Linked DNA regions of Mus musculus: all the other regions are linked to region 1. A link is a contact called in public Hi-C and HiChIP or PLAC-seq data. All regions are on one chromosome and are shown on one strand. Each heading gives the region's core, a stretch centred on a gene start, on an enhancer-like site or on the middle of the called end of the contact. The rest is flanking DNA. Distances are from core to core; before and after follow the strand shown. Region 1 overlaps Gm36535 (a long non-coding RNA gene). Region 2 has its middle 73 kb from the start of Gm36794. Region 3 has its middle 23 kb from the start of Gm36386. Region 4 has its middle 38 kb from the start of C130026L21Rik.

Region 1 (5,947 bases), core at 342-2,841:
ACTCCAGAACAAGCCTGTCCTGTCTTCTGGTTCCCAGGGAATCCTGCTGTGTGTTCTCACGTGGCTCACTGTTTCTCTGAACTCCAATTCTCTCAGTATAGGTGAAGCTTGGAAACACTTCTACACACCAGGGCAGCGTGAATGTCTGTTAAAGACTGGCCGATATGTTATATCTCTAGACAGATAGTGTGAGTCTAAGTCTGAATCAGTAGAGGAAGGGGACCAGGACTCTGCCTTGCACCCACAGAAGATTCCAAAGTTTCTTTCCTCCAACATAGTGGGTTCCTGGTTCTAGTGGCTTGGAAGGTGGTGGGGTATCCTCCCCATGATGGACACATTTATACTGTGCCTTCCCACCGACCCCGGGGCTTCCCCAGCGGGCGTCACCTCCTACTTACACCCATGGATGGTCCTTATGGGTCCTTATACTTTGTTCTTCTCCATGTCCCAGCACCAGCACTCTCAGGGATGGGCTAGCACAGGGATATTCAACTAGGCCCCCAGACTGGCCCCTCTGATCTAATCCAAACCAAACCAGGAGAGCAAAACCCTTAGAGGCTGCACAGCCACGGCAGAGCCCTCGTATGGAGCTGCAGGCCTTTGGCCAGGCGCTCTGCCTTCCTTGCCTCCGATCATTCTGAGCCCTGAGAATGCTCTAGAGATGCCTTGGCTGTGCAGAACCTTTTGTAAATTGTCTCATTCCTAAGAGCCCTTCCTTCCTCAAGAGAGGGAGACAGGGGGAGAAAGGCAGAGGGAGAGAAGTGAGAGAAGAAAAGGAAGGAAGGGGTTTTTATCTGCAGCTTGAGCCTCTCCTTAGGATCAGAGTTTTGTGCACTGTTTGAATAAGGTCCACAGTTGAAGGTCACTAGCCATGCCTCTCCTGTGATGAGAGCCTGGCTTGGGAACCCAGTTCTGGCCTGTAACTCAGAGAAACCAGCTTTAAAAGCACGAGTCCAGGGTGGGATGCCTCCAGAGTATTGGCTGGAGGGACCCACTCAGGGACCCTCTCTCGGCAGAGGCAGCCTAGAGGGAGGAGAAGAGCAACAAGCCAGAGAAAGAGGCCAGGCTGGGGCTGGGACAGAGAGTCCTGAATCCCATCTCCAGGTGACTCAGTGCCTGCTTTTGACCTTGGCATTGACCTCAAGAGCCTTCTGCCAGCCTAGGATGTGCGTAGGAAGGTCTCCACACCCAGCTTTGGCTGGCCGCCTTCGGGCCAGGTCACCCGAGGCCAGGCTTGCCTCATCTCGGATTCTTTTCCTTCTCCACGCTGCTCTGTCCTGGCTGCTTTGCTCACTGCAAGTCAGCACCCGTCTGCCTTGGACTGGGTCATATTACAACCACAGCCGGGGCCCGGGGACCCAACCACGGTGTGCCAGAGCAGGTGGCTCGCCTGGGACCCTGAAGTGCACACAGCAAGGTCCACGTTCCTGAGTTTTGTACAAAATCGTCCACAGACTTTAGAATCCACCAGGACGCAGGAGTCAAGACAGCTGGCCTAATGCGACTTGAGCAGAGAAGCCCAGCCCTGCTCAAGACAGCCAGCCACAGGAAGTGACTGAGCCCAGGGCCTAGGCCAAGAGCCTTGGCAGGCCAGCTCTGCAGCCTGGGGAGTCACTGGGCTCCTCAAGTTACAGGAGCTGTTGTCATGGATACCAGTGGTTTTATGGTCTAGCAAGTGGAAACACAGGACACCCAGTTCCATTTGAGCGTCAGATCAACAGTGTAAGTCAACCCCTGGCCGTGCTTGGGAGACACTGATCCTAAGGGTCATTCTTTTCTTTTCTGGATTCTCACATACCAGGGTCCCTGGTGTTTGACCCATCAAACGATGGCCTCATTATTCTTGAAGGAAACCCCTTGAATGGAAGCATCCTCTCCCCTGTGATGTGCAGAGTCCCCAGATGTCAGGAACTCAGAGATCATTTCTCCTAGACTGTGAATGTTAGGTACCCAATACAGATGTCAGCAGTGTCTGTGATGTTGATAACAATTAATAACACTTGACACGGATGTTAGTGCTCATTCGCAGAGCGTCCGCTGTGCTCCAGACACACCCTTTGCTCAACTCTGTCACGTCTTCACTCAGGGACCCTGCGCATGGTGGCTGCATCCTGTCATCATGAACCAGGTTGTTCACAGGGCTCATTCGAGATAGATGCTACAGAGTGTGTGTCCCCCAACTGCCATGGTGGGGCGCTGTGCTGAGTGGCTTGTGAGGGTCACCTCATAAAGTGTCGACTGTTCTGTACACGGAAGTTATTCCTAGGTCATCGGGAGGTCTCTACTTTGAAAGTGGGGAAACTGAGTCTCAAGCTCGGGGACATCAATAGTCAGGAAGCTCAGATCCACAGAGAGAAGCTGGCTTCTGCCCGAGTTCCATACTCCTCTAGGCTTCTCCATCGGCCACATGGTAAGTTGGATCGAGGGTAGACAAGCTGGAGCTGTGCATGTCCCCAGCTGTGCCTAAGGGACCCTACTTCCCCTGAGAACAAAGCTATCACCAAGCCTGTCTCTGCTGCAGTTCATGTCCCAGCTGTGGCTCAGGGTCCCCCAATTCCCCTGCTACAGTGCATGTCCCAGCTGTGCCTCAGGGACCCCATGTTCCCTGCTGCAGTGCATGTCCCTAGATGTGCCTCAGGGTCCCCATGTCCCCTGCTGCAGTGTGTGTCCCCAGCTGTGTCTCAGGGTTCCCCCAATTCTCCTGCTGTAGTACATGTTCCCAGCTGTGTCTCATGGACCCCAGTTCCTCTGAGAACAGCATTATCACCAAGCCTGTCTCAGATGGGGTTGAGGTTTCCTCTGCACACAATAAAGGCCCTGGGACAAATGCTTTCCAGCGCCGATGGCTGGTGCAGTAGTGAGGAAGCTTAAAGGGCAGGGCTCTAGAGAGCTTAGAATAGTTTGTTTTTTTTTTTCATTGCTGTGAAGAAATATCCTACAAGAGCCATCAGAAGGAGAAGGGTTTTATTCTGTCCCCGATTGAGGACATCATGCCCATCAGGAAAGACAAGGCATGAGAAAGCAGACCACACATGGCATCCACAGTCACAAATGCTGGTACTCAGTTCAATTTCTTCTTTGTATCCAGGCCTGGATCCTAGCCCAGGGATGGTGGTTTTCACATTTAGAGTGTATCTCCCATCTCAGTTAACCTAACCTTAGAAATTCCGTCACAGACAGGCCCAGAGGTCTGACTCCTAGGTGATGCTGGAGACTGTCCATTCAACAACATTACCATTTTGGGGGCTGGAGAGATGGCTCAGTGGTTAAGAGCACTGACTACTCTTCCGAAGGTCCTGAGTTCAAATCCCGACAACAACATGATGGCTCACAACCATCCGTAATGAGATCTGATGCCCTCTTCTGGGGTGTCTGTAGACAGCTACAGTGTACTTACATATAATAAACAAACAAACAAACAAATGTATCTTTTAAAACAAACAAAAACACCATTACCATTTTAACCAACAGAGAGGGTTCTGTGACTTCCAGAGCTCTGTGACCTTGAACACACTCCCCAGCCCCTTGGCCCCACATCTTCTATCTCTGGAATGGGAATGATGTCAGTCTATAGGAGTATCTGAAGTCACTGTTGGGGCAGAGCTACAGAGAAGGATCTGGTGTGGGTGGCTTCTTTTCAAGGTGAATTCAGGATGCTGGAATCCAGGGCAGTGAGCGGCAGGAAATAAAGACCTGGTCCCTATGTTCAGGAACAGATGACTATGGCAGACACGGGGAGCTTGGTCCTGCTGGGAACCCCAGGGAGCAGATCAGGGTCCACACTGGGCTGCTCTCAGCCAGGTGCATGGCACCAGATGGTCATTCCCTCTTCTCCAGTCTCCTTCTGAAATGATGCCTCACAGATTGGGTGTGTCTGACCCTGAGAACCAAAGGGAGTCCTGGACAACGAGAGTAGACAGAGGTGGATCTCAGAAGTCAAGTAGGCACAGATACAACCCTAGTCACAGCTACACACATCTCTTGAAAATCCCCCTCAAGTTGAAAAATACCCTACTACTAAAACACGAACAGTGACCATAGCTATATCTTGGCATCTTCAGGAATAAATGAATGGCAACCCAGGATGAAAACCTAGGGGCTTGATCTCACTCAGAGGCTTCAAGGCTAGTGCTATCTTGTGATGTCCAACTGCTCAGAGAAGTACCCCATCCCCCATATCTCCCTGTGCTCCAAGGAGGGAAAGCTTTCTGCATTCTAAGGGAAGCTTGAAACCCTGCAGAGACAGTGCGCACAAAGCATCCCCAGAGCTTCTGCGACAGACAAGCCCTGGGTTCTCTGATTTAATATCATTCTACACTGCGGAGAAATGTGGGGCGAGAGGCCAGTGGTGGGGGGGCATCCAGGCTAAATGGCTGAGTCAATAGTGTATCTATCACCCATGAGGAAGAAACAGAAATGCCATAGAGGGAATGGCCTTTGAGGGAACCTCCCAGTGTCTGGGGTTTTATCTGACTTGTCTCTTATGTCCCTAACTTAGCCATTAAAGGGTGCCTGTAATTCTATTTTTAAGACGAGGAAAGCAAAGACTCAAGAGAAAAACAACAACTTGCCCAGGGCCACATAACAAGGAACCGGCAAAGTCAGAATGAAGGACAGAGTCCATGCTAGCACTAAGAGAGAGGCTACCAGCTCTCTACAGCATGCCACTAGGCCTCAATACTCATGGGGTATGGGGGCCTCGCTGAGGTCACTTCATGGCCTAGTGTCCTTTTCCCCTGGCCTCAGGAGCCATGTGGCTTCAGTGGAGTACCTGGACTTGGTGCCTTCATCTGTAAGGCAAAGGCACATGGAGACCTTGTTTACTGGCACCCGTTGAAAGAGGGTGAGGTTGGGTTAGGGCTAGGGCTAGGGCTAGGGCTAGGGCTAGGGCTAGGGCTAGGGCTAGGGCTAGGGCTAGGGCTAGGGCTAGGGCTAGGGCTAGGGCTAGGGCTAGGGGTAGGGATAGGGATAGGGATAGGGATAGGGATAGGGATAGGGATAGGGATAGGGATAGGGATAGGGATAGGGTTAGGGTTAGGGTTAGGGGGTCACATTGGGACTGATCTGCAGGAGGCAAAAAGGACAAGGCTTCCAGAGCCATCCCGTAAGTCAGACAGGAGCAGCCAGGTGAGCTGTCTACAGCGCCCCATGTCTTCCTCCCCAGCCGTCTCAGGACTTAGTAGGGTCTGCCAAACGCAAGCACCCGGGTTCAATCCTCAGCACAGCAAAACCATGATAATTATAAAGCCCACCCTCTTAGTGATATCCTTCCTCTACAGCTGCTTAGTGGAAATCCCCAGGGTCCCCTGGTGTGGGAGGAGAAGTGTCGTGTCCTTCCTGGGGCTCCTATGTGTGGCGTGCAGTGAGCCAGCCATAGCTGGTACAGTCCTTTGGAGTTAGCCAATCATAGCTGGTACATGTAGCCTGGTAGCCTAGAAAGTTAAGTAGGCAGAGGCAGGAGAGACAGGGCTCTGTCTTCCAGAGCCCATGGGCCCTCTACCTCAAGGCTCCTTTTGACCCATGTAGAATGGAGCTGAAGGCATACAGTGGATTTATCTCTCCCACACACCCACCTTGATCCTCACCTTAAACACACTATGGCTGTGTCTGTGACAGCCTATCTCTAGAACACTCCATGGGGTAGTCACTTGTCCCCATACAGGGATTTGAACCCATGGCCTCAGCATTAGCAACACTACCTGAAGCTCAGTCCATTTTTTTGTTTTTGTTTTTTTTCCTTTTGCTTTTGGACAGAGGTTGACTGAGTTGCCCAGGCTGGATTTGAACTCACTCTGTAGCTTGAGGAGGGTTGATTGAGCTCAATCCTCCTGCCTCAGCTTCTTGAGTAACTGAGAGTTTGGGGCTATAGCATCAATTCAGTGAGAAGAGAGAGAGAGGAAGGGGAGAGATGGGGGCAGCAAGGATGAAGAAAGAAAGGGGGGCAGGG
Region 2 (6,033 bases), core at 960-3,459, 220 kb after region 1:
GGGACCCAGAAGCTCAGGGAAGGAGCAAGTGTCTTTCAGAGGAGACTCTGGAGCTGGGTCTCTGGAGCATTTTGTATTAACTTGAAAAAGCTGAGAGGTTATGCAAATCAGCCTGTTGACCCAGAATATTCCTAGTGAAAGCATTGTGCATAAAGTTCCCCTCTGCACACATGGGGGGAAAAATCTCCTTGGTTGCCAATTGTGGGCTTGTTGGTGCTTGGCTTCTGTCACAGTGAAGGGGTCCCATGCAGGTAAAAACCCAGCTGACCTGCCATGCTCCCACCTTGGTGATAATGGACTGAGCCTCTGAACCTGTAAGCCAGCCTCAATTAAATGTTGTCCCTTTAAGAACTGGCTTGGTCACAGTGTCTGTTCACAGCAGTAAAACCCTAATTAAGACGCTTAGGGAGAGTGGGATGGGAACAGGAATTCCAGTTCTGATGAGATTTTCTTGACTATCAAACTTCCCTGCCTGGGTCTCATCAGACCCAAGATGGCAGACCTGGAAATCTCCAGGCACCTTCCCCAGGCTTCGCCTGCCATCACTCAGCCCGGTGATGCTTGTTGATTCAAATGCTCTACATGGAGCAGATGAATGGAGATCTGCCCTATAGCAGATCCTGCCACGAACTTTGCCATAACAGACGTGCAGGTTTACACACCGGCATACTGATTCACACATGTGTGCAGGCCGTCAAACACACTTGTACACATATGTGCATGTGTATATTTGAAGTCTGTAGAACTGACTTTCTAAAAATGTCCACAGTAGGCATGGCATGAGGGTAGATGGGAACATAGAAAGAGCAGTCTTCCCTGTGGGTGTTCATCGAGGCAAACAGCTCCTGTGCCTGGAACCCAGCCCCTCTTGTGGCTTTTTGAAAGTTCTCTTGGCTGAGTGGTCAGAGATTACAGCTGAGAGGAATAGGCTGTCTGACATATACTGGGTCATCCACTGTCTGATGCTAAAATCCATCCCCTTGGGAAGACGTAAGGCAATGTCTACCACTTCTCTCAAGGTCTCAATGACAGACTGAAGCAAGATCCCACCAACGTTCACTCTGGGGAACTCCCTTAAAGGATCCTGAATAGATTTATGCCAAATTGACACAGGCTAGAGTCATCTGACAGGAAGGGCCCTCAACTGAGAAATGCCTCCATAAGATCAGGCTGTAGGTAAGCCTGCAGAGCATTTTCTCGGTTATTCATTGGCATGGGATCCACCCATTGTAGGTGGGGCCACCTTTGGGCAGGTGGTCCTGCGTGCTATCAGAAAGGAGACTGAGTAAGCTTGTAAGCATGCATTCTTCCACGGCCTCTGCATCAGCTTCTGTTTCTAAGTTCCTGCCCTGAGTTCTCTCAGTGTTGAACAGTGATGTGGACGTATGAGCTGAATAAATCCTCTCCTCACCAAGTCATTTTTGGCTATGTATTTCACCAGAGCAGTAGAAACAGTGAGAAATTGGTTCCAGGATTGTGGGATTTTGTGACAGACCTGACCATTGTGTTTTGGGAAGATTGGGGAAGGACTTTAGAACTTTGGGTTGGAAAAACCATTGAGTGTTTGAGGCTTGGTGAACAGTTCTGTGGGAGCTTGGAAGATAAAGAGTGTTGAGAGAGAGAGAAGCAGACAATGGAGCCCTGGATTGTGATGTTTTAGACTCTATGGGGGCTATTTGATATTTTGAGATTCAGCAGTTCTGGTGAGCTGGGGCTGAAGCATCAGCTATGGTTAACAAGAGACCAAAACTACTGAAGTGAAACCTTTGTGTTCCTGGGACAATTGATGCTGGTCATCTGGAGGTGAGAAATTAGCAGTGATTAAGAGGTGACCAGCATCACTGAGGATCATAAGTCTGGGAATGTCTCCTCTGTGTCAGCTCATGGAGCTGTGATTCAGAGAGGGCCAAGGCTGCATCTCACACTGGCAGTTGGACATAGCAATGAGTAAAAGTCACCCAGATGATACTAGTTTTGAAGGAATGGAAGCATTGTGGAAAGCAACTGATGCTTGGCACTGTGAGAGGCCACTGGCAAAGGTCCAGCCTCCATGGCTGTTGAAGCCCAGGATGGAAAGGGTCGGGGGACTTGACACCATAGAGGAGAGCCCAGGAGAGGTTGTTGGTGAAAGTGCAGCCCAGTGGTAACAGTGGCTCCAGCATTTTTGAGATGCCAGTCACACGGGGCGACTGCCAAGGACAGCAGTCATGAAGCCAGCCTGAGCCTATGCGACAAGCTGTTTGTGCTGCAGAGGGCAGAGCCAGAGAAGTGACACAGGCATTGTGGAGGAGCTCAGAAAATCACGAGTGAATCCCAGATATTGACACTGTGTTACTTAAACCGTTGGAGTCTGGTATTACTTTGTTCCGGTTGTGATTGTGCTCTGGCTCTTTCCTCCTGAAGTAACAAAGTATTTAACTATTTTCCCCCCAGGAGCCCACAGTTGAGAGATTTCTGAACGGTTGAGACTTTTTAGAGAGACTCTTAATATTTTAAAAATACTTTGGACTTTTAAATGTATGATTTTTTTTAACGGCTACAGGACTTTTAAAAGTTAGATGTTTTGTAGTGTAGTGTTGGTATTAATGCGTGATCTCTGGGATAAACAAAAATGGAAAGGTTATGACTTAGCAGTGCGTTGAACTGACAAGGGCTCAATTGTGCTGGCTAGCTTTACCATCAACTTGACACAAGCTACATTCATCTGAGAAGAGGGAACCCCAATTGAGAAAATGCCCTCATGAGATTAGGTTGTAAGAAAGCCATAGGGCATTTTCTTAGTGATTGACGTGGAAGGGCCCCACCCATTGTGGGTGGAGCCATCCTTGGGTTGCTGATCCTGGGTTCTATAAGAAAGCAAGCTGAGCAAGCCATGGTGAGCAAGGCAGCAAGCAGCACCCCTCCATGACCTCTGCATCAGCTCCTGCCTCCGGGTCCTGCCCTTGAGTTCCTGTCCTGACTTCCTTCAGTGAAGAACAATGAGATAGAAACATAAGCCAACTAACACTTCTCTCCCCTAAGACACGGAGCTTAGGTGAGGGGGTTTCTGACTGGCCACACCTAGAAAACCAACAGATAAGGGCTTCCTCCATATCTGTGTAGATGGAGTACCTGCTCTAGTCTATCCTGGCCTCTGTATATTCCATGCCCTCTGAGCCACAGGCAGTGATGACAGGTGCTGGGGCAGTGTCTGGATATCCAGCCTCTACTCTGAGCTTCAATTGAGGAAGTGTGTTCCCCAGTTCTGGTGGGGTGACCTTCTGCACATGGCCACAGAACTCCCAATGCAGACTGCTTGGCTCTGAAGAGCATCACTCATAATGTTCTCTTCCTCTCCAAAGCCCACCAGGACTTCAAGAGTCCCCGCCTGAACCTATCCTTCTAAGCCAGCATGTCTCAGTGCCTTTTATATAGTATTGGGTGATGAACACATTGACCCCATCACTTGTTCCATATCTGCAAACCATGGAAGAAGCTACAGAACACAAGGGGGCTGACACCTCAACTCCCAGCACCACTATTTTGTGGGCTGTTTTTTGTTTTGTTTTGTTTTGTTTTGTTTTCATAAATAGGGGATAACAACATGACCTTGCCCTTAGGATAAAGTTCTGAGATTCTAGAGTATGCTTGAAGCAGCAACAATTTTGAACTTAGGTGACCTTGGGCTAGGTAGGTATTTCTTCCTCCTCCTCCTCCTCCTCCTCCTCCTCCTCCTCCTCCTCCTCCTCCTCCTCCTCCTCCTCTTCCTCCTCCTCCTCCTCACTGAGTGCAGAGGGCTTGCTGCATGCATGGGCCTTGTTAAGCCGGGTTATGCCCTCCCCTTGGGGACCCAGAGTTCTAGACTGTGGAACTTGGGTCCAGCACTGCTCCCCACTTGAAGATGTTGATTTTACTAGGTGACTTCGTTTAGATTGAAACCCCACCCCAACTCTCTGCCCTGTCCATGGACCCCAGGGAGCTCAGAGCTCAGAGCTAAGTCTCCCCTGCACTGGGGCTGGCTAGAGAGCACCATGCCCCAGCCAACCAATGTCATGTCTGGATCTGTGAGCAGCCATCTGTCCCCCACCCTGGCTCCTGTTGACTGTCCCAGGTCAGAGCAGAGTGTCTGCAATAATGGGCTATTAATCGCTAATCTCCACCACATGTGACAGTTGCCAGGAAGGGAACAGGTTGTCCACATAACTCCTCTCAATGGCCCCTGGCACTGCCAGGCTCTGCAGCTCAAGCTCAAAGGGAATAGCTGCTCAAGTGGGGGCTCTGATCTACCCAGAGAAGCCCTTGGGTTTTGACGGGACTGGGAACACTGCCACCTGGCAAGCCTGGCCTGGGAGCTTCTGATGTCATACAAGCATGTGGGGCTCAGTAGGGACTGTGGGCAGGATGCACTGTGTCCTCAAAGAGGGTTTAGCATGGCGACTGAGGTCAACTGCACATCCTGAGGCACAGGAAGGATGCAGGACTTTCTCAAGAGTGGAGACAGCTCACCTCTGGGCTTCTCTGTATCATGTGCTCTTGGGAGCTGTGTGTGAACCATGGTTGTGATTCTACTTGATTTTTCTATTGGGGTTAAGTCTCAAGCCAAATTCAAGCCAAGACTCAAACTAGGTGCTGGGGAGCAGGAATAGAGCAGTCAGTAGTCGGCCCCCAGGAGATCAGTCCCAGAAGGTCACCTCCTGAAGCTGTGCCTGACAGCTAGGAGGCCTGGCAGGGTCCTTTGAACTCCCAGAGGCTGGTAGCTTGTGGCATCTACAGGCAAGCAGCAGAACTTGGGACTTGACATCCAAGAATGTGACTTGGGCTACCAGAAGCAGCAGGCCTTCCTCTACCTTAATGATTCATTTATAAAATTCAAGTGTGCACATGCACATGTGTGCACACATGTAGGCCAAAGGTCACGTCAGTTGCCTTTCTCAGTTGTCCTTCACCTTATGTTTTGAGACAAGGTCTCTCATTGAACTTGGAGCTCACATATGTGGCTGCTGGGATCTGAACTCTGGTCCTCAAATTTATGCAGCAAGTGCTCCACTCCCAGCCCCTCATTCTTAACAACTCTTAAACACAGTCTCTCCTCACCATCCCCACAGTCTTTCCCTTCTCCACTTCCTCTTCCCTCCCTCCTCTCCCTCTCTTCCTTCCATTCTCCCCTCTCTTCCTCCCATTCTCCCCTCTGTCCCTCTCCTCCTCCCCTCCATCCTTTTCCCCTCCCTCCCTCCTCCCCCTTCCCTCTCTCTTCCTCCCCCTCCCTCCCTCTCCCTCCTCTCCCTTCCCCCTCCCCCTCTTCCTTCCTCCCTCCCTCTTCCCCTCCTCCTCTCCCTCCTCATTCCTCCCCTCCATCCTCCCCTCCATCCTCCCCCCTCTTCCTCTTTCTTCCTCCCCTCCTCCCCCTTCCTCCCCTCCCCCTCCTCCCCTCTCTCCCTCCCTCCCTCTCTTTCTTTCCTACTCTCTCTCTTTTTTTTCTATTTTTTATTAGGTATTTAGCTCATTAACATTTCCAATGCTATACCAAAAGTCCCCCATACCCACCCACCCCCACTTCCCTACCCACCCACTCCCCCTTTTTGGCCCTGGCATTCCCCTGTACTGGGGCATATAAAGTTTGCGTGTTCAATGGGCCTCTCTTTCCAGTGATGGCCGACTAGGCCATCTTTTGATACATATGCAGCTAGAGTCAAGAGCTCCGGGGTACTGGTTAGTTCTTAATGTTGTTCCACCTATAGGGTTGCAGATCCCTTTAGCTCCTTGGGTACTTTCTCTAGCTCCTCCATTGGGAGCCCTGTGATCCATCCATTAGCTGACTGTGAGCATCCACTTCTGTGTTTGCTAAGCCCCGGCATAGTCTCACAAGAGACAGCTACATCTGGGTCCTTTCAATAAAATCTTGCTAGTGTATGCAATGGTGTCAGCGTTTGGAAGCTGATTATGGGGTGGATCCCTGGATATGGCAGTCTCAAGATGGTCCATCCTTTCATCTCAGCTCCAAACTTTGTCTCTGTAACTCCTTCCATGGGTGTTTTGTTCCCACTTCTAAGGAGG
Region 3 (5,761 bases), core at 1,603-4,102, 160 kb before region 1:
CTCTTTTGAGAGAAGTATACAGCAATGGTGTGGCTGGACAGAGTAGTAGGGATGTCTCCCTCTCCTTACCTAGGGGAGCCAGGGTGCACACAAGCAGGTCTAAAGCCCAGTGCAGATGTTAGAGCAACTCTCAGTATGAAGATCAGGCACATACTGGCTGGAATTAGGGGCTTCTCCCTAAGGCCTCCTGCCCAAACAACACCAGGGATGGGCTGGGTCAACAGGGTTGCTTCTAACAGCCTGCTTAGTCAGAGCTGGTGGCCCAGTGCTGCCTGGAGGACCACCCCAGAGCTCTCTTCCTAGAGAAACAGCCGGGCCCAGTGGGGCAGCATAGGGAGGTTCAGGTGATGATGGACAGAGACCCAGGGCCAGTGGCGGCTGCCATGAGGGACATTTGAGAAATCTGGATTTTATTCCCAAAGCAGTGGGAAGTCGTAGACACTGAGGAGCGGCTTCTGCCTTTAAAAATACAGCTCTGACTGCCACGCTAGAAGCAGACCACAGTGGAGGGCAGAGGTAAGGTGCCAAAATGAGCCAGGACAGGGGGTTGGTTGTAGTGACAGATGATGGGAGAAAGCAGCCGGCAATTATGTAGATTTCTTTCTTTTTTCTTTTCTTTTTTTCGAGACAGGGTTTCTCTGTGTAGTCCTGGCTGTCCTGGAACTCACTCTGTAGACCAGGTTGGCCTCGAACTCAGAAATCTGCCTGCCTCTGCCTCCCAAGTGCTAGGATTAAAGGTGTGCACCACCACTGCCGGGGGCAACTATGTAGATTTCAAAAGAAGGAGGGGAGACAGGGCTTCCCAGAGTGGACCTGGGAGGTGGTGACCATCTGTGGGAGGCAGAGTCAAGGTGAACCGAGTCTCCTGAGGGGAGCGTGACAATTGCCAGATTCTGGGCAGCCTGCTGCGGTTGGAAAGGAAGTGTCCCCAGAGGCTGCTGTCAAGGAGTCTGGGAATCACTTCAAATGACTCTAGAAGCTGTGGGGCCAGGCTGGGCTGGGCCAGTGCTGGTCTGGTCTGGCGCAGCAGGATTGGACAGGGGTGGTCCCAGGAAGAGGAGCTTCTCTTTCGAGCTGTTCTTGCTTACCCTTTCTTGTGACCTTCTGTCCCCTTCATTCCCGTGAGGTAACCATTGTATTTCCAGCCGTCCCTCCGTGCAGGCCACAGGCATTGAGATCTCTGAAACTGTGAGCCAGACAAGCCCTTCTTCCCTCCGGTTGCGCCTGTCTGATATTTTGCCAACAAGATGGAGGCCTCCTTAGAGCCATGGGAGCCCAGTCCTAGGTGGAACTCAAAACTTCAAAGATGTGAGCAGGACCCAGGGATGACAGGTACACCAGGTAGTGACTTCCACATGAGGGTTCAAGACCCCTGTCGATTGAGGAGGGATGGGCTCTGGACTCTGAGAGTGCCAAAATGGACCTCCAGAGGGTGCAATGTATAAACTATTTCTTGCCTATAAGACCAACCTCAGATAAGGAAGGCATAGAAAAGCCAGCAACCACAAAGCATGATTAATACAGAAAACCATGGTGTGTGGCTGTTATCAGAACTCCTGTATACACATATCAACATCCTCCCCTCCATGATCACCATCCTCCCCACTTGCTCCCCACACAGCTACTACCCTTCCCCCACTATCATCATCCCTGAATGATCAGCATCCTCCCCCAACCCATGGTGAGCACTCCCTCTGATGATCACCATCCTCCCCAAATGGTCATCATTATCATCATCATCCTCTGTTCCCCAAGCTTGAGGACCGATTTCCACTCCAGAACTCTTGGAGATCAGCTTTTTTTGTTTGGTGGTAGAGAGCTGCAACACGCCTCGGTCTGGGCTGGACTTTCCATCCTTCATGCGGTGCCTCCGCCCCCACTGTTGCCAACGCTTGAGTTTCTCCTTGGTTCTTAAGGACCGACCCTACTCCTATGCTCAGAGCCTCATGCTGTGTGGGTGGTTCGCGTCGCAGGTCGAGACCTAGGATGTTTCTAGGGCCGCAGAACAGTCTTGGGTGTTGTGGTGCCGTGTTTTCAGCATTTTTCACCGTGGGTTTTAAAAAGTAGGGTCCGGCGCGGGTGCAGGGGCGGAGGGGCGGAGGGGCGGAGGGGCGGAGGGACAGCCGGTGCTTTGGTAAACATGAAAAGAACTAGGAGGAGAGAGGCACAGAGGGGAAGAAACCTGGGAGGACTCGCTTGCTCTAGCAATGGAGATGCTCTGCAGAGGGGATGTGAGGGTGAAGGAAACAGGGCAGGGAGGAGATGGGGTCCTAGGAGCTGGGCGGGGCAGGGTCCCTGAGGCCTCTGCAGAGGCTCCCGCCCTCCCCCCCCCCTCCGCAGCCCCCGCGGTGGAGATGAATACCGCCTGCTCGGCTTGTCACGGAGGTTTGAAAAACATATTAATCACTTTAACAAATATTAGCTCAGAGCAGCAATAAACAGTCCAAGAACGCCCTCTCTGTGGCTGCGTTACAATGAAAAATATGCTAATAGGGATGCCTAATTGATTGTGTTTGAGAGACTTCAGTGAGCCAGAGCCTGGGTCTCCCCAGCCCAGGATGCCCAGCCTTACAGTTACCCTCTTGGAGGATAAGTGTCCTGGAAGCAAAGTGGTCGTCCCTGCGGGGTATCCCAGGGAGCTGGCACACCAGTCACAGCTCTGTGGGTCTCCTGTCACCTTGCAACTTGTGCTTCAAACTCAGGGTGGTAGCCCTCCTTCCTAGAAGGGGAACCTGAGGTTTCGAGGAGTGAAGGCTAGCTCAGGGTGTGTGGGTGGTCAAGCAGGGCCCATGTAGAACTTAGATCCAGGACCTGTGTGTGTGCTCACTGTCTTGAAATCAGAAGAGCCTGCCACAGAAGGTTCTGGAAAGCATTCGTTTACTGTGCTATTAATCTGTGGCCGCTTGTCGTACTAGGCTGGGGTAGGGGAACCGAAGAGCTCTGTGAGCTTCTTGTGGACTGCCACACAGGTCTCTCCTGACCGGTCTCTTCCTACCTTCCATCCAACAGTGTGGCCTCCACAGACTGCTGATTGCTGGGGGGTGGGGGGGGGGTGGAGGGGCTGAGACTAAGGGGCTTCTGATCCCACCTCCACCTTTAGCCCACAGAGCTGCAAGGCGTGATCCCTGGCTATCTTTCTTCTTTTCCTCCACCCTCTGCCTGGCCTAAGATCCAAACTCTAGTTCTTACAACGCACAGCACCTCTGTCAATCCTGGAGACACATGGCTGGGACCCTCTGTTAAGCTCCTGAGGTCCCTGCTTCCCCAGGGGACATTATGCAGCCCAGCTAAAATGATCTCTAGAGTCAGGCAGCACACACTTGGGTCCTCTAGGCCCTTCACATGAAAAGGGCAGGTTTGAAGCAAATACATTGTTTGTGCAAACCACTGTTCCCTTGTAAAGAATTCCGACTTTTAAACAATTAAGAAACACTTGGAGTCTTAGGAGACATCTGTGAGCCGGGTCCAGGCTACCCGATGATTGTTGGGGACCCTGTGTTCTTCCTGTCTTCTGCGTCCATTGCATATTCGTAAAGATGTTTTGTTTTTACACTTTCCTTTGGCAGATTTGCGGTTGAGGCAGGGAGCAGAGGTTGGAAACACTGAGCCAAAAGGCCACAGAGGATCCAGCAACAGCAGGAAGCAGCTACAAGCCTCAGGCCAGTGGGAGGGGGGTGTTGGGGGTGGGGGACAGACTGTCTCCTGCTGGTCCAGGCTGCTGGTTGCCAGGTGTGGGTGAGTCGGTCTCATGATGGGTGTATTTCTTTTGTGTGATTGCTTTTTGTTCTGTTTTGTTTTTGAGACAGGGTCTCATTGTACAGTACAGGCCAGTCTGGAACTTGTCACCCCCCTGCCTTAGTTTCCGAAGTGCTAAATGGCAGGTGCGTATTGTCACACGTGGCTGAAAGGTATAAACCATGTGTATGTTTACCCCTTGTGGGTAGATGTATATATGATGTGTCTACGCTTGCTCAACAGGTACGTATATATAATTTAGATATGTGTACACCTGGCTAATAGGTGCTTGTATATACTATATGTAAATGCCCAGCCAACATGTGCATGCATATATGACATGTATAACATATCATATGCCTATGCCTGGTGAGGTTGTGGTGTGTACACCAGGCTGATAGGTGCACATATATCACATATGATGTGCATATGCCAGGCCAACAAGTGCATGTATAATTTATGGTGTGTGTATATGTTCTTTGGGGATTTATTTTGTGTGTGTGTGTGTGTGTGTCTGGCCTGTATGTACATGTGTACCATGTGCATGCAGTTCTCGTGGGAGCCAGGAGGGGGCATCATACCCCCTGGAAACAGAGTTACAGATGGTTTGAGTCACCACCACGTGGGTGCTGGGAATGGAATGTGAGTCTTCTAGAAGAGCAGACAGTGCTCTTAACTGCCAAGCCTTTCATTTAGCCCTGAATACGTTTAATATTCTACATAGGCTGCACATTTCACTTGTGAGGGAACTAAGGATTGAGCTATTCCGTTGATGACATCTTGGGGACATGTGTGCCTTTTTCTATCACACAGAAAACCAGGGTTGCAGCTCCTATGTACCATGCAAACAGAGGGGCTGGAGAGATGATTCAGAGGTTAAGAGCAATGACTGCTCTTCTGAAGGTCCTGAGTTCAAATCCACATGGTGGCTCACAACCATCTGTAATGAGATCTGACGCCCTCTTCTGGTGTGTCTGAAGTCAGCTATAGTGTACTTACATATGATAAATAAATAAAACTTTGGGCTGGAATGAGCAGGGCCAGAGAGAGAAGAAAGAAGTGTCTGAAGATAGCTACAGTATACTTACATATAATAAATAAATAAATAAATAGATTTTTTTTTAAATGCAAACGGAGCCTGTTCCCATGTGCAAGCAAGGCCTGATTCCAGCATTGCCTGGAGCAGCAGAAGCTGGTGTCTTTCACATACTGGGAGAGTAAAACTTGTGTTGGGACCTTTCCTCTAGACCACTGAGAAAGACTGTGTGGGACAGACACGGACCCATTTCCCCAAGTGCAGGAGGGGAATCTTTGAGCTTGCCCCTTGTCCCTGAGAATGGAGTACACGTGAGGATATCATCAAAAACATATGGAGAAATCTGGGTGGAGGATGCTCAGTGGTAATCTCTCTATTGGGAGTCTTCTGCAGGAGGATTGCTGAAAGCTGAAATCTAGTTTGAGCCTCATAGTGAGTTCTGGGCCAGCCATGTTTTAGTGTGAAATCTCGTGAAGGGAACAGGCTGTGGAGGTGGCTCAGCAGGTGAGTACTTGCCACGTGAGCATGAGGGCCTGGGTTCAAATCCCCTGCATCCACATAAGAAGCTGATCCTGGCAGTACACACCTGCAAACCCCCAGGCCAAGGCAGCAGACACAGGCAGACTCCCTAGAGCTCCTTGGCCATCCAGGTGATCTAGTCAGGCTTTGACTGCTGTCAGGAAACACCATGACCAAAAGTAACTTGGAGAGGAAAGGGTTTATTTCATCTTACAACTCTTGAGTCACCTTCATTGCTGAGGGAAGCCAGGGCAGGAACTCAAAAAGGGCAGGAACCAGGATGCAGGAGCTGAAGCACAGGCCACGGAGGAACGTGGCTCACTGGCTTGCTCTCCATGGCTTGCTCAGTTTCCTTGCTCACACAACCCAGAGCCACCTGCCTAGGGATGACACCACCCACAGTGGACAAGATCCTTTAATACAAACATCAATCAAGACCATGTCCTGAAGACTTACATATGGGCCAATCCT
Region 4 (6,468 bases), core at 2,955-5,454, 180 kb before region 1:
TGATGTGTGTATGTGCATTTGTGTGTGATGTGTGTGATATGTGCATATTTCTCTCTGTGTAGGTGTGTAATGTATGTTTGTGATGTGTGTGCAATGTGTGCGTATTTCTCTCTCTGTGTGATGTGTGTGGTGTGTGTGTGATGTGTGTATATTTCTCTGTGTGTATGTGTGTATATTTTTCTGTATGTATGTATGTATGTATGTATGAATGAATGTATGTATGTATGTTTGTGATGTGTGTGTGATGTATGTGTTATGTGTGTATTTCTGTGTTATATGTATGATGTGTGTGATATGTATGTGATATGTGTGATGTGTGTGTGATGTGTGTAAACTGTGTGTGTGATGTTTGATGTGTATGTGTGTGATATGAGTGTGGTGAGTGTGTGTGTGTGTGAGATATGTATGTGTGATGTGTATGTGCACATGTGTGTGATATATGTGATATATGTGGTGTGTGTGATGTGAGTGTGATGTGTGTGTGTGAATGTGTGTGGGGGTGACATGTGGAGGTCAGAGGAGTTTTGTGGAATTGGTTCTGTTCTCACACCTTCATGTTGATTCCAGGATTGCACTCAGCCACCAGGCATCTGTGACAGGTGGCTTTGCCCACTGAGCCATCCCACTTGAGCCATTCTTAGGGTTCTCTAACCCACAGTCGCACAATCCCTCCACATGCCAGTTCCATAGGTCTAAGGAGGTCAGGCCCATCACAGTGTGGCTGCATTCTGAGTGCCCATTGCTGTCAATGCCTCTCTTTCTCCCTCCCCCTCCCCTCCCCCTCCCCCTCTCCCTCTCTCTCAGCTGATGTGGTACCCACATTGTCAAAAGCAGCTTATGGTTTACGTGGGTGCAAGCTCCATCACTGGGACCTGAAGGCAGCAGGAGCTTGAAGCATATGGTCAACATGACACTTGCAGTCAGGAAGAAGAGAGAAGAAGGCTCATACCCAGCTTGCTTCTCCTTTCCTTTCAGTCCAGGCCTGACCCAGGGAATGGCATCCTCCACAATGGGCCTGAGTTACTATAACTAAGAGAATCTCTCAGGGCAGGCCCAGAGGCTTGTCTCCAAGGTGACTCTAGATCTCATCAAGTTGACAGTTGAGGTTGAACGTCATGGTGACTTAGAACAGGGTGATGGTTGGGAGGGAGAGAGGTCAAGGGGCAAAGAGAGATCTAGAAGGTGCAATCGTCAGAGACACACGAGGGTGTATCAGTTACCACAGCCGTAAGAAAGTCATGTAATAAACATCCCCCAAACAGCCAGTATATATGCTGGTCACATAGAGTCATATGGCCGAGCCACATGGAAGGACACCATGAGGTGACATGTCCAAGATCACGGGCCCCTCCTGCTCTGTGCTCTGATGGGAGAGCAAGGGCGAGGGTGACATGTCCACACACATTTAGGTGGCCCGCGGCCCACTCTCTCATGGAGACCTTCTCTGCTCCTGGAGTTCCATGCTGATCTCTCTCCTCCATGCCAATCCCCACTGAGACTGGTGTCACTTCCATAGTACACAGGGAAAGTGCCAGGTGGAGGGACCTGCCTGAAACCGCACAGCTAAACCAGGAAGGCTGAAATCTTATCTGTGATTGGCCATCATGCACCTGAGTGTTCGACATTTCCTCCCCGAAATCATCCTGTGGCCGTTTTAGGTGATTCCGAAGGTGTCCAGTGAAGGTCACCTGAGACTGATTTCTGAGTCTCCTCCCCCTCCGCTCTCACAGACATAGCCAGGCAGAGATGTCCTGTCTCCAAAGTTTGTTGATAATAAGGAGTGATATCTGGAAGAAACTGGTTCTCTGTAGCATGGGGCCTGGGCTCATCCTGGCCCCTCAGCTTACGCTAGGTGGCTGGGGGAGGGGCCCCAACATTTTGGACATTTGGCATTTCCTGTCTGTAAGATGAGAATCCTCTTTCCCTGGACGTCCATGGTTCAAGCCTGCTTAGGTCAATGGTGTCAGGTGACACACTTTCTACACAAGGTGAGTCTGTCCTCCTTGGGCTATGAGCAGCTCATCAAGAAGCAGGCCCAGTAGCCTTTGCCCTTTGGCATTAGGGGTCACTTAAATGCTTCTCCCCGGAACCCCAATGCTGAGCTCCTCCCAGAGTCCTTAACTTACTTGGCCGTTGGAGTGGATAGAACAGGAAGATGGCCTTCCATCTCACAGAGCTTGCAGGAATCTGACTGGGCTACAAAGCTCACCTGCTTAAACAATTCAGTGCCCACAGGTGTAGTGGAGTTAAGTGGGGCCACCATGCCCAGCCATGCCATCTCAGTGCTAATTGGCATCTCTCCCACAGGCATGACTGATCCTTCTGGACATTTTCCGTGCTCACATACATGCCCGAGTGGTTAGGCTTCTCTTCCCAGAGCCCCATGTGCTCACATGGTCTCAGCCTCCACTCCCTTCCCTGCTTCCATGGCTCCTTGTATCCCAGCAGCAGGTGACTTCTGTAGAAAAGGACAAGAATGTCCTTAGAGCCACCATCTTTCTCCCCACGAGCACTGCCCAGCACTGAGGTGGAGTCACACTGGGGTGAGCAAGCCCATTACCCAACTTGGCTGAAATAAGTTAAATATTTCCTTGGGACATCGTGGGTCTCCCAGATGTGGTTGTTAGCCTGGCTTACCCTCCCTCATCCAAGCTGAGGGCTTGTGGCCGTCAGGTGAAGCATCAGAGAGGCAGAGAGTTCACAGTGTGTACTTTTCTGGCCTGACCTACAGACCCAGCTCATTCCACCCACAGGGTTCCACAGGATCAGGGCTGCTGCAGCCAGCACCCTGGACATGATTCTTACAGCATGTGTGACTTCCACTGTTTCAGACAAGTGTGTGTGTGTGGGTGGGTGGGGGTGTTAGTCATGGACCCCATGTCCCTGCACCCTGTTCCCAGCAAAGCACCATGGTCCACAGGTGGATGGACTTTCTAGACCACGCTCAGTGAGCGAGGCCCATGTGGCACCTCAGCCACATGGGTTTGAGAGAACCCATTGTTCTGCCCACTGCTAACGACAGGCCTGGTGGTTGAGCTGTTTCCTTGTGGTCATTTGGTAGGCACAACGCAGGACCTTATTAGAGTCTGTTTCATCATGGGGTTTTTGTTTATAGGGTTGGAATTCTCAGACAACTCCAGCTTCATCTACTTGCTTGAGAGAGAGAGAGAGAGAGAGAGAGAAAGAGAGAGAGAGAGGTGAGACAGAGACACGCTGGAGCAAGATGATGGAACAGGTCTGAGACTCAGAGATGAGGAAGAATTCGGAGCACGCATATAAAGAGGATTCTGAGAGCTTCAGAGGTGGAGAGACTCACAAAGGAGGGCGAGGAAGGAGGAGGAAGTGAGGGGAGAGCAGAAGGAAGGGGAGGAAGGAGAGGAACAAGGAAAAGGAAGGAAGGAAGGAGAGGAAAAGAGGGGGAGGGGAAGGACAAGGAGGGAGAAAGAAGAGGAGGAGAGAGGAGGGAGAGGAAGGGGAGAGGAAAAGGGAGAAGAGAGGGAGGAGGGAGGAGGAGGGAAAAGAAGGAGAAGAAGGGGAGAGGAGGAGGGGGTGAGAAGGGAGAGGAGCAGGGAAAAGGAAGGAAGGAGGGAGAGAAAGAGAGGAGGATGGAAAGGAAGGAGGAAGCAGAGAAAAGGAAGATGGAGGAGGGAGAAAGAAGAGGAGGAGGGAGGAGGAAGAGAGGAGAAGGGGAAGGAAGGAGGGAGGGGAGAACGAAGAGAAAGAGGGAGAAGAAGGGGAAGGGAGGAGGGAGAAAGGTGAGAAAGGAGAGAAGGGAAAAGGAGGGAAGGACGGAGAAGAAAAGGGAGGTGAAAGAGGAGGAGGGAAGAGGGAGAGGAGGATGGAAAAGGGAAGGAGAGAGGAAGAGCAAGAAGAAGAGAGGGGAGGTGGGAGGGCAGGAGGGGGAGGGAGTGTGGGCACATGTGGCTATCCTTCTAATACCCCGTGGATCTCTTCAGTTAGGATCATGGCCTTCCTTTTCTCCTTCAGCGGCTGCAGCCAGGGATGGGCCGGTTTGGACCTCTCAGCTTAGCTCTGTGGCCAGACAGCCTGGCTGGTCTGTTTGAAAGGCCTTTCGTGCCTCCTCCCCATATCTTGGGGCTCTTGGCTCCGAACTTACCCCTTCCAGCCAAGGAAGAGATGTGTGTGGTGTGCAGCCCAGGCTCTGGGCCCCAAGGACAGACGTCAGGAAATAGCTGAGCTATGATGCGGCTCCCCTCCGATCTCATTTCCATAATGCTTGGGAAGAAAAAAAAAGTGTGGGGCTGCTGAGGCGGGCTAGGGCGTGTGGATTTGTTTGTTTTCTCAGGAATCAATCCTGTTCCCAAAGATGTTGCCTAGAGGCCCGAAGAGCCCCCATTTTCTGATGATTATATGTGCTGCATGTCAACATGGCCTGTGTGGCTGTGAGTGTGCACCTGTGGGGTGTGTGCTCAGTAAGTCAATCAACAAACAGAATCCTGGGTGCTCATTACTCATTCCTGTGGCTCATGTTCCCTTTTTTTTATACTCTCTCAGGAAAGAGGGAGTCAGCCTAGATGCCTCTCTATCCAGGAAGCCCTCCAGGAAGGACAGTGCTGCCTTCTCCACACTGTGTAGATGGCCCTTGTGAAATCCTTTCTCCTCCCTGGTTCACAGGTCAAATGGTTTTAACATTTTTATCTGCCCTTGACCACAGATGCTGCCCCCTGCTGGGACACTCTGGGCTCAGGGCACCTGCCTAATTTTCACCCCTGTACGCCACTGATTTATTTTTAATCTGTGAACATTTTACACGCCCTTGCGATGTCATCATGTGACTACAAGTACTGGCCAATGCAGGTCTAATTTTAGATAGCTGCTGTCCTGGGGACTCCTCCAGGAATCCAGGCTGTTGTCTGCGTGTTAGGTAAGGCAGGCTGTTCTGGGGAGCACTGCAGTGCTCCCGGGAGGATTCTCACTAAACCCGTTCAACATTAGCATCTCTAGTGCCTTTATCCTGACAGGTCTGGCATGAAGTAAGCATTTCAGGTCATTTGGTTTACTTGTCGGTCACGGTCACAAGCATTGAATACTCACTATGCTCTGGGCACTGAGGGTATGATGGGGGCGGGGAGGAGCTACCGAAGCCTGCCGAGGACCAATGCTCTGCTGTCCCCCAAGTCAGTCAGGACAGCCTTGGCTTAGTCTGCCCAGAGCTCTGCTGTGTCCACACAAGAAGTTGCCGAGTCTCTGGGTTTCCTATGGCACCTGAGGAAGGGCTCTAGGAAGGAAGCTGTGTCTAAAAGAGAGGAAGGCACTTCTTCATGAAGGGAAGATGACAGGCCAGAAGGGCAGCCACAGCACTCAGCCTCTTTTCCGTGTCACCTGTTTTGGGCTGCTGTCCCCATCCCAGCATTAAGCACCAAGTCCTTGTCTGAAGGAATCTGCATTGGTGAATGGGAGGCAGGAAGTATTGGAAATACTTTTGAAGTCACTGCAGCAAAGCTGAACCCTGGGCAGCTGGGGTCTGACTCCTACCTCCCACTTGGCATCTAAGGCATCCAGCTGTGACCAAGGTGATTGAGCTCTTTTACACAGCTCATTCCCTGCCCTGCCCTAAGGCTCCCTGCCCAGAAGCCCTCATCAAGGGTAGAGAAGAGCAGAGAGAAGCCCACGGGACTTACAGGCTGTAACCCTGAAATGCCAGCATAACCAAGAGGGTGGGTGTCACTGGCCATACCGTTGTTCCACGTGGGAGCACCGCCATGGTAGAACATGGGTTGATGGGGATGCAGAAGATGTCAGGGGAAAACCCAGAGCCCAGGCTGACCACATAGCTCAGTCCAGCCTGCTGTGTCGGGATCTTCCAGGGATCTGTGACTCAGTTTCCCTGAGTATCACTGAAGCAGAGTACAAGGAATGTTGTTTTATGGTTGGTGAGCCTCTTCCCCTTGGGGGCCCATCAGATCCCCTGTCCCAAGATGAGGTGTGGATGACCAGGAAGAGGCATGTGTGGGACTGTGCCATGGCCCAGCAGAGGCTGGGTAAGTGGTGTGGTTTCCACCATGAGGCCACCAAGCATGACAGGAGCCATGTCTACGAGGGAGTTCCAGAGTCAATTAACTGAGATGGGAAGACCCACTCTGAATGTGGCAGTCAGTCAGTGTCCCAATGGCAGGGAGAGACCTGAGCCTCACACAGAGGAGAAAATGAGTTTGGATTATCATCCATCTCTCCCCTCCTCCCTCCCTCCTTCCCCCTCCCCCCCCCTCTCTGCTTCCTTCTACCCGTGGATATAGTGTATCCTTTGCCTACCTGTGGATACATTGTAACCTTTGCCTCCTGTTCTTGGGCTGTGGCCTTCCTGACAGGCTGGGAGCCAAAGCAGACCTTTTCTTCCCAAGACTGCATTTGTCACAGCTATGAAAAAGCTAATGGAGAAGTGGCAACAGAGTAACTGTTACCCTGACTCAAATTCCTGAGAGTACCACCCGAGGGCGGGAAGAGCAG

The links. Hi-C and Micro-C count contacts between places; a contact is called where the count stands out from the background. HiChIP or PLAC-seq counts read pairs in DNA pulled down with a chosen protein or histone mark.
Region 2: an H3K27ac HiChIP or PLAC-seq map of heart atrium shows a contact between it and region 1, with 6 read pairs. The contact joins two enhancer-like sites. A contact is called at or near these places in 2 of 484 Hi-C or Micro-C datasets (nephron progenitors and ventricular fibroblasts), 2 of 115 datasets of contacts at active chromatin or transcription factors (fibro-adipogenic progenitors and heart atrium) and 1 of 9 other capture datasets (embryonic stem cells).
Region 3: a Hi-C map of uterus shows a contact between it and region 1. The contact joins two enhancer-like sites. A contact is called at or near these places in 3 of 484 Hi-C or Micro-C datasets (nephron progenitors and uterus) and 2 of 115 datasets of contacts at active chromatin or transcription factors (craniofacial prominence and heart atrium).
Region 4: a contact with region 1 is called in an H3K27ac HiChIP or PLAC-seq map of the NIH/3T3 cell line, with 3 times the contacts expected there. The contact joins two enhancer-like sites. A contact is called at or near these places in 3 of 484 Hi-C or Micro-C datasets (adipose-derived mesenchymal stem cells, embryonic fibroblasts and psoas muscle) and 2 of 115 datasets of contacts at active chromatin or transcription factors (the NIH/3T3 cell line and craniofacial prominence).

Annotation. Positions count from the first base shown.
Region 1 is chr5:111,798,605-111,804,551 of GRCm38.p6, forward strand. It overlaps Gm36535 (a long non-coding RNA gene), which reads left to right. Exons shown (of 2, transcript XR_003955955.1): 2 at 2,267-5,947. Among named protein-coding and RNA genes, the nearest start is that of Gm36535, 8.2 kb to the left of the region's middle. Within about 2 kb of position 1,592, at least 175 of the 459 cell types and tissues checked have an H3K27ac peak or open chromatin away from gene starts, as enhancers often do. A contact at or near this core is called in the NIH/3T3 cell line, adipose-derived mesenchymal stem cells, embryonic fibroblasts and 2 more, where this site is marked.
Region 2 is chr5:112,016,907-112,022,939 of GRCm38.p6, forward strand. No RefSeq gene overlaps it. Among named protein-coding and RNA genes, the nearest start is that of Gm36794, 73 kb to the left of the region's middle. Within about 2 kb of position 2,210, at least 12 of the 459 cell types and tissues checked have an H3K27ac peak or open chromatin away from gene starts, as enhancers often do. A contact at or near this core is called in heart atrium, where this site is marked.
Region 3 is chr5:111,637,574-111,643,334 of GRCm38.p6, forward strand. No RefSeq gene overlaps it. Among named protein-coding and RNA genes, the nearest start is that of Gm36386, 23 kb to the right of the region's middle. Within about 2 kb of position 2,853, at least 13 of the 459 cell types and tissues checked have an H3K27ac peak or open chromatin away from gene starts, as enhancers often do. A contact at or near this core is called in uterus, where this site is marked.
Region 4 is chr5:111,616,032-111,622,499 of GRCm38.p6, forward strand. No RefSeq gene overlaps it. Among named protein-coding and RNA genes, the nearest start is that of C130026L21Rik, 38 kb to the left of the region's middle. Within about 2 kb of position 4,205, at least 59 of the 459 cell types and tissues checked have an H3K27ac peak or open chromatin away from gene starts, as enhancers often do. A contact at or near this core is called in the NIH/3T3 cell line, adipose-derived mesenchymal stem cells and embryonic fibroblasts, where this site is marked.